Regions from separate parts of the Mus musculus genome. Here region 2 is linked to region 1. Evidence: chromatin contacts called from public Hi-C data. All regions are on one chromosome and are shown on one strand. Each heading gives the region's core, a stretch centred on a gene start, on an enhancer-like site or on the middle of the called end of the contact. The rest is flanking DNA. Distances are from core to core; before and after follow the strand shown. Region 1 overlaps Txndc16 (thioredoxin domain containing 16). Region 2 overlaps Gpr137c (G protein-coupled receptor 137C).

What was found. Hi-C and Micro-C count contacts between places; a contact is called where the count stands out from the background.
Region 2: a Hi-C map of bone marrow-derived macrophages shows a contact between it and region 1, with 2.2 times the contacts expected there. The contact joins two enhancer-like sites. A contact is called at or near these places in 2 of 15 datasets of contacts at CTCF or cohesin (large pre-B cells and pro-B cells), 37 of 484 Hi-C or Micro-C datasets (B cells, the BV-2 cell line, the Ba/F3 cell line and 19 more), 2 of 115 datasets of contacts at active chromatin or transcription factors (the HPC-7 cell line and large pre-B cells) and 2 of 9 other capture datasets (adipose tissue and liver).

Annotation. Positions count from the first base shown.
Region 1 is chr14:45,154,052-45,157,480 of GRCm38.p6, forward strand. The region is part of intron 14 of Txndc16 (thioredoxin domain containing 16); the gene reads right to left. Among named protein-coding and RNA genes, the nearest start is that of Gm34362, 21 kb to the right of the region's middle. Within about 2 kb of position 1,695, at least 89 of the 459 cell types and tissues checked have an H3K27ac peak or open chromatin away from gene starts, as enhancers often do. A contact at or near this core is called in bone marrow-derived macrophages, where this site is marked.
Region 2 is chr14:45,237,445-45,241,236 of GRCm38.p6, forward strand. The region is part of intron 1 of Gpr137c (G protein-coupled receptor 137C); the gene reads left to right. Among named protein-coding and RNA genes, the nearest start is that of Gpr137c, 20 kb to the left of the region's middle. Within about 2 kb of position 1,792, at least 4 of the 459 cell types and tissues checked have an H3K27ac peak or open chromatin away from gene starts, as enhancers often do. A contact at or near this core is called in bone marrow-derived macrophages, where this site is marked.

The sequences.
Region 1 (3,429 bases), core at 445-2,944:
GAGACAGGGTTTCTCTTTATATCCCTGGCTGTCCTGGAACTCACTTTGTAGACCAGGCTGGCCTCGAACTCAGAAATCCACCTGCCTCTGCCTCCTGAGTGCTCTTAACCAGATACTTTTGGCTATGGATTTGCCCCTCCTACATGCAATGCTCCTGACAAACTGTTATCCAAAGCCTCATACAAGGCCTTATCCACCATACTGATATTCCATCTTTAGACTCAAAGAAGGCCTTTTCCACTGTCATACTACATCCATGACTCAAAGGATTTATCCACCATCATGATATCCTGTACAGTACCTTGAACTATGAAATTCATTTTGCAGTAAAAGAAGTACAGCAATGCACACAGAATTCCCTGGTCTCACCTCGCATCCCATCTACCAGGCTTGGTAGAACAGTAGAATATCCTTTTAAGACAGAGTTATGGAGCCAATTAGGTGACACTAGCCTGGAGGCTGGGTGGAGTTCTCCAGAAAGTTGCATTTGCTCTGTTTCAATGCCCCTTTCTCCTACAGCAGGATTCAGGCATCCAGAAGCAAGCGGGAATAGGAATGGTGCCACTCACCACCTTGAGCAGCCCACAGGAAAAATTTTGTTTCCCGTTCCTGTGACTTTGCTCAGCTGCCCTAGAAGTTCTGGTTCTAGATAGAGAACTGTTTCTGCCAAGTGCCATGACCAACATTCCACAGATGTAGAAGCTAAGACTTCCCCATGGTTGCCTAGGACACCTCATTCCCTTGAGTCAGCATACTAACAAAGAAATATCTGTGTTATGAAGAGTGATTGATCCAGCCTGTCTTGAGAAAATCAGGCTGCTTCTCCACAATGAGGACAAGAAAGAGTGTGTCTGGAGTACAGCAGATCCTTCTGGGTGTCTCTTGGTGTTACCGTGTTCTGTGATGAAGATCAATAGGAAACTACAGCCCAATCCAGACAGGATGAGAAATGGCCCAGACATTTCAAGAATAAAAGTGCAGCTCACTCCCCCCCCCCCCCGCCCCCTCCTAGGTAAAGAACAAAGACCTGCTGAGGTACTTGCTCAGGTGGAAGAAATACAGAATGAGTGTTGTACGAGTTAGTTACAAATACCAGCTAAGGCCTTTTCAACAGTTACAGAAACAAGAATGCTGTTATGAATATTTCCATCTTGTTTTGTTAAGAACATGCTTGTGCATCTATACATCCACATTAAGCAGATATTTGTGTTTTCTTTACTTCATCATATACTGTTAACTTATTGAGGTAATATCTGTAATTAAGTGTTGTAAATCTATGTTATCAATTGTGTGTTGTAAATCTATAGTATAAAAACTATGGGACACTAAAAGACTAGGCATTCCTCAGGATATTTTTTTCACCGACTCTCAGGGGAAGCAGCATATTGGTGATTGTGAGACAGTCACATCACAACAGGCAGAATTATACCTTGATACTGTTTTCACATGGAAACCATAAGCATTAGGACATATGGAGATATGGCTGGACATCAGGTTGACAAGGGGTGGTGGACTTGTGGTGGTTATTCTTTTTGTCAACTTGACTGGAACTGACTTAGAGGTAAGCTCTGGGCACACCTGCAGAGGATGTCCTTAATCAGGTTATGTGACGTAAAAACATGCATCCTGAGTGTAAGGAGCCCCTGACCACAAAAGCCAGATAAAGGAAGTCCTGAAGGAAGTTCGCTTCACTGCTACCATGTCTCACTGCTGAGTTGTCTTCCTGTTCATCTGCTCTGTTACTGCTGCTCCTACTTTGCTGAGATCAGAGCCTAACTTCTTTAAGCTTCCAATACAGACTGAAGACTGGAGGCTCTGCAGGAATCCTTCAGACTTCCAGAATCACTGGAATTGCCAAGGCATCCAGCTTCATGGACTGGGCAGCAACTGGGCTCTAGGGCTCTCCGTGTAGAAACAGCCACTGTTGGATTACCCAATCATATTGTGTAAGCCAATCTAACACATCCTCTTTAATATATTTATTCTCCTGGTTCTGTTCCTCTAAAGATTCCTGATACAACAAAAGTATTAAGTATAAAATCCTCCACAATCTGAATGTTGTTCGGTGTGCACATAACACCACAAGTAGAAAACTCTACAGACTAATGTACAAACTATAGTCAGAAAAATACTGGCTACAATTACCTTGATGCTATGTTTACAGGATATATGTGAATCACAAATAAGTTTCATGTTTAGATCTTAGCCTCATCCTCAAAGTATCTCATTATATCATTATATGACTTTTATATTATATTATATTATAATAAATTAAATAATTTATTTCCAAATTAAATACATCCAAACTATTTCTGTTCTTCAGTTTTTCAAGTATGGAATATTTAACCTGTATAGGGATCAACACCGATGCAAAATACTATCGCTATTGATATTATTGTGCCAGTTAGTTTTTATCAACTTGACATAGGTGCAGGCATTATCTGAAAAGAGGGAATCATACTTGAGAAAAATGCTTTTATAAGACTGGCCTGTAGGCACATCTGTGGAGTACTGTCTTAATTAGTGATTGATGGAGGAAGACACAGCCCACTGTGGATGCTATCAACCTAGCTAGGCAGTCAGGTAGTCCTATGTTTTATACAAACGCAGGCTGAGAAAGCCAAGGAGAGTAAGCACTATTACTTCATGGCCTCTAATCCAGTCCTGCCTCCAAATTCCTTTCCGAGTTCCTCTCATGAAGGACTCTAAGCTATAAGGAGAAATAAACCCTCTTGTTCCTAAGTTGCTTTTGGTAATAGTTGTTTGTCATAGCTATAGAAAGAAAAAACCAAAACAAACTAAACCCTTTCAATCCATCAGCCACAATGGCCAGAGAAGCAGGTAGATCTTCAGTCCTTCACTCTCTTATCTCTGCTTCAAATTCAATGCTCCTGCCTCATCCCAAGATCTGTAGTTGATCATGTACGGTCACCTACATAAGTGATAGCCTTCCCTTCCTGTCTACCCCCATCTCTAGAGGACTGCACAAATCTTCTCCTGGACCACCTATCCCTTTGTCTAAGGCAACAATACCCTCAGACATTCCTTGGGAACCCATCCTGCCATGCTGACCAGGGGAGTTGGTTGGCAATTTTCAGGTCTTTATTCTCATCCTTCTCTAAACCCAACCCTCTAGTCCAATCCCTGTCTCAGAAGCAAATTACCTGTTGTGGCCTCTCTTCACTCTCTACCACCAATGCCAGGGTAATAAGCATACACTGGTGGAACACTCTGCTCTCCTCCCTTCCGTGGACTCCATCAACCCGGCTTCAAGTCCATTTCCATGCCTAAGCATCAGCTCCCGATATCAAAAACCACATTCTATCTGGAACACCCAGCAGTCACAACAAGCAGGACCTCAGACGCACTGCCTACCAGGCAACCCACTTGAAAATACCAGAGAGGGCCACAGAAACCAATGAACACAGC
Region 2 (3,792 bases), core at 542-3,041, 83 kb after region 1:
AGCACTTTTGTCTTGCCTTGTCTCCCTTGTTAGAGGACCTTTTTCTTTTTCATTTTCTTTTTCTTTTTTCTTCTCTTTTATTGGATACTTTTAAATTTTACATTTCAAATTTTTATCCCCTTTCCCGGTTTCCCCTTCATAAGCCCCCTATCCCATCCCCCATTGCCCCCCCACTTCTATGAGGGTGCTCACCCACCCACCCATTCCTGCCTCCCCACCCTGGCATTCCCCTACACTGGGGCATTGAGCCTTCACAGGACCAAGGGCCTCTCTCCTTCCATTGATGTCTGGCAAGGCCATCCTTGCATCTGGAGCTCTGGGTCATTCCATGTCTACTCTTTGGTTGGTGGCTTAGTCCCTGGGAGCTCGGGGGTGCTGGTTGGTTGATATTGTTGTTCTTCCTATGGGGATGCAAACCCCTTCAGTTAATGAAAGAGGACCATTGTCAAAGCCCATGTTTGTTAGCCACCAAGCACCTCAATTCAGTGTTTTCCCAGATGTTTCCATTTCTGTTTAAACTATCTATTAACACAGCCTTACCTTGAAATGGTTCTTTAAAATGGAGCTGTTCTTTCTAACCAGTGTTTTCTCTCTTTTCTCCTAGACTTCTTCAATTCATTTACCTGTTTCCCACCTCCATCCCTCTGGTTATCTTACCCCTTCTTTCTCTGTTCCATGTTATTTTTCATCTCTTGACATTTTGCTTTGCCAGACGAGGGCAGTCAGTCATCAGAAGAAATTCTTCTCTTGAGTAGTTTCCACAGCTTAGAGTTCTAAATCAGTACATGAAGACAGCCTCGTTAAACCTGAACATTCTATAGTAACAGCTGCTTTTCCCTATTCAATTATTTTAGTTTTAAACAAATCTTGATGGCTATGTCTGCTGTCTACTGCATCTGTGCACCTTAACATATTCTTTTAAATACTTCTATTTATATTATTCATGTTCCAAGCACTTAAATCAAACATTCTTCTCCAGATTATACTTTTATATTGAATAGACTTTTATAGAAAAATAAAAAAGAATCCATTTGCCAAATTTTTAATCCCACTTTATATCAAAATATCTCAATCCGTAGTGTCAATTTCTCATTTATTACCTTTGCTTATTTGTAAGCAGACATGTGTATATAAGTACATGGGGGAGGGGGATATGTTATATATGACGATCAGAGAACAACCTACAGGAATCTGTTCTTTCTTGTATTATGCAGTCCCCATGACAGGTAACTTTAACCACAGAGCCATCTCCCTAGCCCTCAAATGTTTTTAATGAAGTGATAATTTATAAATTATTTTCAATGTTCTATATAGACCTCTTAAGTGTATCTTCCTTCTTGTGTGTATTTCTTCAGCTGAATTGTTCTGCTGGAGTAGTCCGGCTTTCCTTCCTCTCTTCTCCACTTTCTACCTCACCCTTTCTTTTTAGTTCATTTCTACAAAAAGATTTTAGATCAGAAACATGAAGGGCCTTTTTTTTACCCTGCTTGAAATATAACAGAGTACCTGTCAACATTTTTATACTATGCCAAAAGAAACGTAAGACTCATAGGTCAGAGAAAAGGGCCATTAATTACTCTAGTCTTTTAAAAACAGCTACCCAGGCAGGGCTTTATGTCAGGTCTCTGGGCTCCAATCCATAAGGCAACACTGTGAGGGACCAGAATCACCTGCCCACGCACTAGGGTATGATGCAGAGGAACCCTTTTTGCAAGGTATTAGTGACATACCAGTCACCCAACCAAATGCTACTTTGTTCATCATTTTTTACTTTTCATGAAATTGCACAAGGGCTATACTTCCCTTTAACTCTAAATCATCCTGCCGGTCTCTGTGACTGATCTAATCCTGTTCCTCTTCCTTGCCTTAGCACTCTTGTTTGTCATCCTTATGCTTTTTAAATCCTGTTAAATATGAAGATACCACAGATAGTCTCATCTTTGTTCCTCATGCATCTGCTACTTGAGTTTCAGTTGTCAGCTCTGCAGGTATCTATACTTTCCTTCATACATTCTAAAACTCGACATCTTTGTATCTATTTAGATGTGATAAATTTTAAAAATAAAAGTGAAGCCCATGGTCTGATTTATTTCGTTTATTAGTTGGTCCTTCATTCTAATAGTTCTTTAAATTGAAAAGTGAGTAACGAACCAGGCAGTGGTGGCACATACTTTTAATCCTAGCTCTCGGGAGGCAGACGCAGGCTGACATCTTGAGTTTGAGGACAACCCCATTTACAGAGTGAGTTCCAAGACAGCCAGGGCTACACAGAACTTTGTTAAGAAAGCCAACAACAAATAACAACAAACTATTAACAGTTATGGTAAGATGACCCCAAGCCTAGCCACCTGAGTTCAATTCCCAGAACCCATGTGGTGGAAGGAGAGACTCAACTCCCACAAGTTGTCCTCTCACTTCTATGCACATGTCATGGCACATGTATACCAACATGCTCATACACACAAATAAATGTGATTTTTAAAGTTAAATTTTTTAACCTGAGAAAATGATTTTGTAGATTCAGTAATATCAATGGTATTTAATGAAACAAATTTACCTCATTTCACTCCATTTTCAATAGTCACAGAAGAATCACCCAAATAGAATCATTACAGTTTGTAACAGGCTAAACAGTACTCCTCTAGCACTCTATATAAGATCTCTGTGTAGATGACCTGCCCTTCCAGCCTCAAATTCTTCCATCTTTCCAAACTTCCCCATACTACACCATAACACCAAAGTACTTGCTTTGACTTGAATACATTGATCATTTAAAAAGAATATTTTCTGAACTCCTGCTATAAAGCAAGCATTGTGCTATAAAGTGAGGCTATAGATCTAAGTAAATTGTGAGTTTTCTCAAGAAGCAAGTAAATACGGAAATAAATTTCATGGAATATGATTAGTAATGTAATGACATGAGTACTCTCTTTCCCTGAGGCACTTAACCAGACAATAAAAAGTGTGGTGAAATTTGTTACATGATCATAAAGTACCTTTCCAAATGAAGTACAAATATGTCTGAAGATATACAAAATTGAACCTCTTATTGAGAATTTTTATATATTTCAGATGGATCATAAAATTGAAGGCAGGAACTAAAAGAATATAAGGTGGGGTAGAAAACCTTTCATTCAAATGCACACATATTAAAGTCTGTGCACTTTTTCCTGGGATGGTATTATGAGATTTACAAAGACAATGCTGTACTGTAACTCACTCAGACAAGAGTCAATTGTAGATATTAAAACTAGTAAATCTTTGAAGGATAAGATAATTACAAAGTTTTAAATACACCTACATGTAACACTTGCTAGTTACAATGTAGAAAATAGTTACCAACAGTGGGAAAACCTTACAGATTCTACCTCAACTAGTTAATCAGCTCGTTAGCAAGGTAGGAATTGAACAAAACACCATCATGAGTCACTGATGAAAAGGGTTCTTCATCATCACTTCTGTGGCATTCCAGCTGAAAAGCATAAATCCAGTCATAAGTAAACAGCCAAAACATCCAAGGTGGAGAAGCATATCAAGTGGATATGCTGAAGAGGTAAGGGAGAAGAACCACAAAAGTTTTGAGTAATATTGCAAAAGACAAAGGTATAATAGATTAAAAGACACTAAGCAAAGCCAGGGGGCTAGGAGGTAAAGATCCATGCCACCAAGCCAAATGACAAGAATTGCATCCCCAGAACCCACATCATGGACAGAGAAAACAGATTCCAATAAGTTATCCTTTGACATGCACATGCGTACCATGGAACCCTCATGCCCATACATATACAGGAC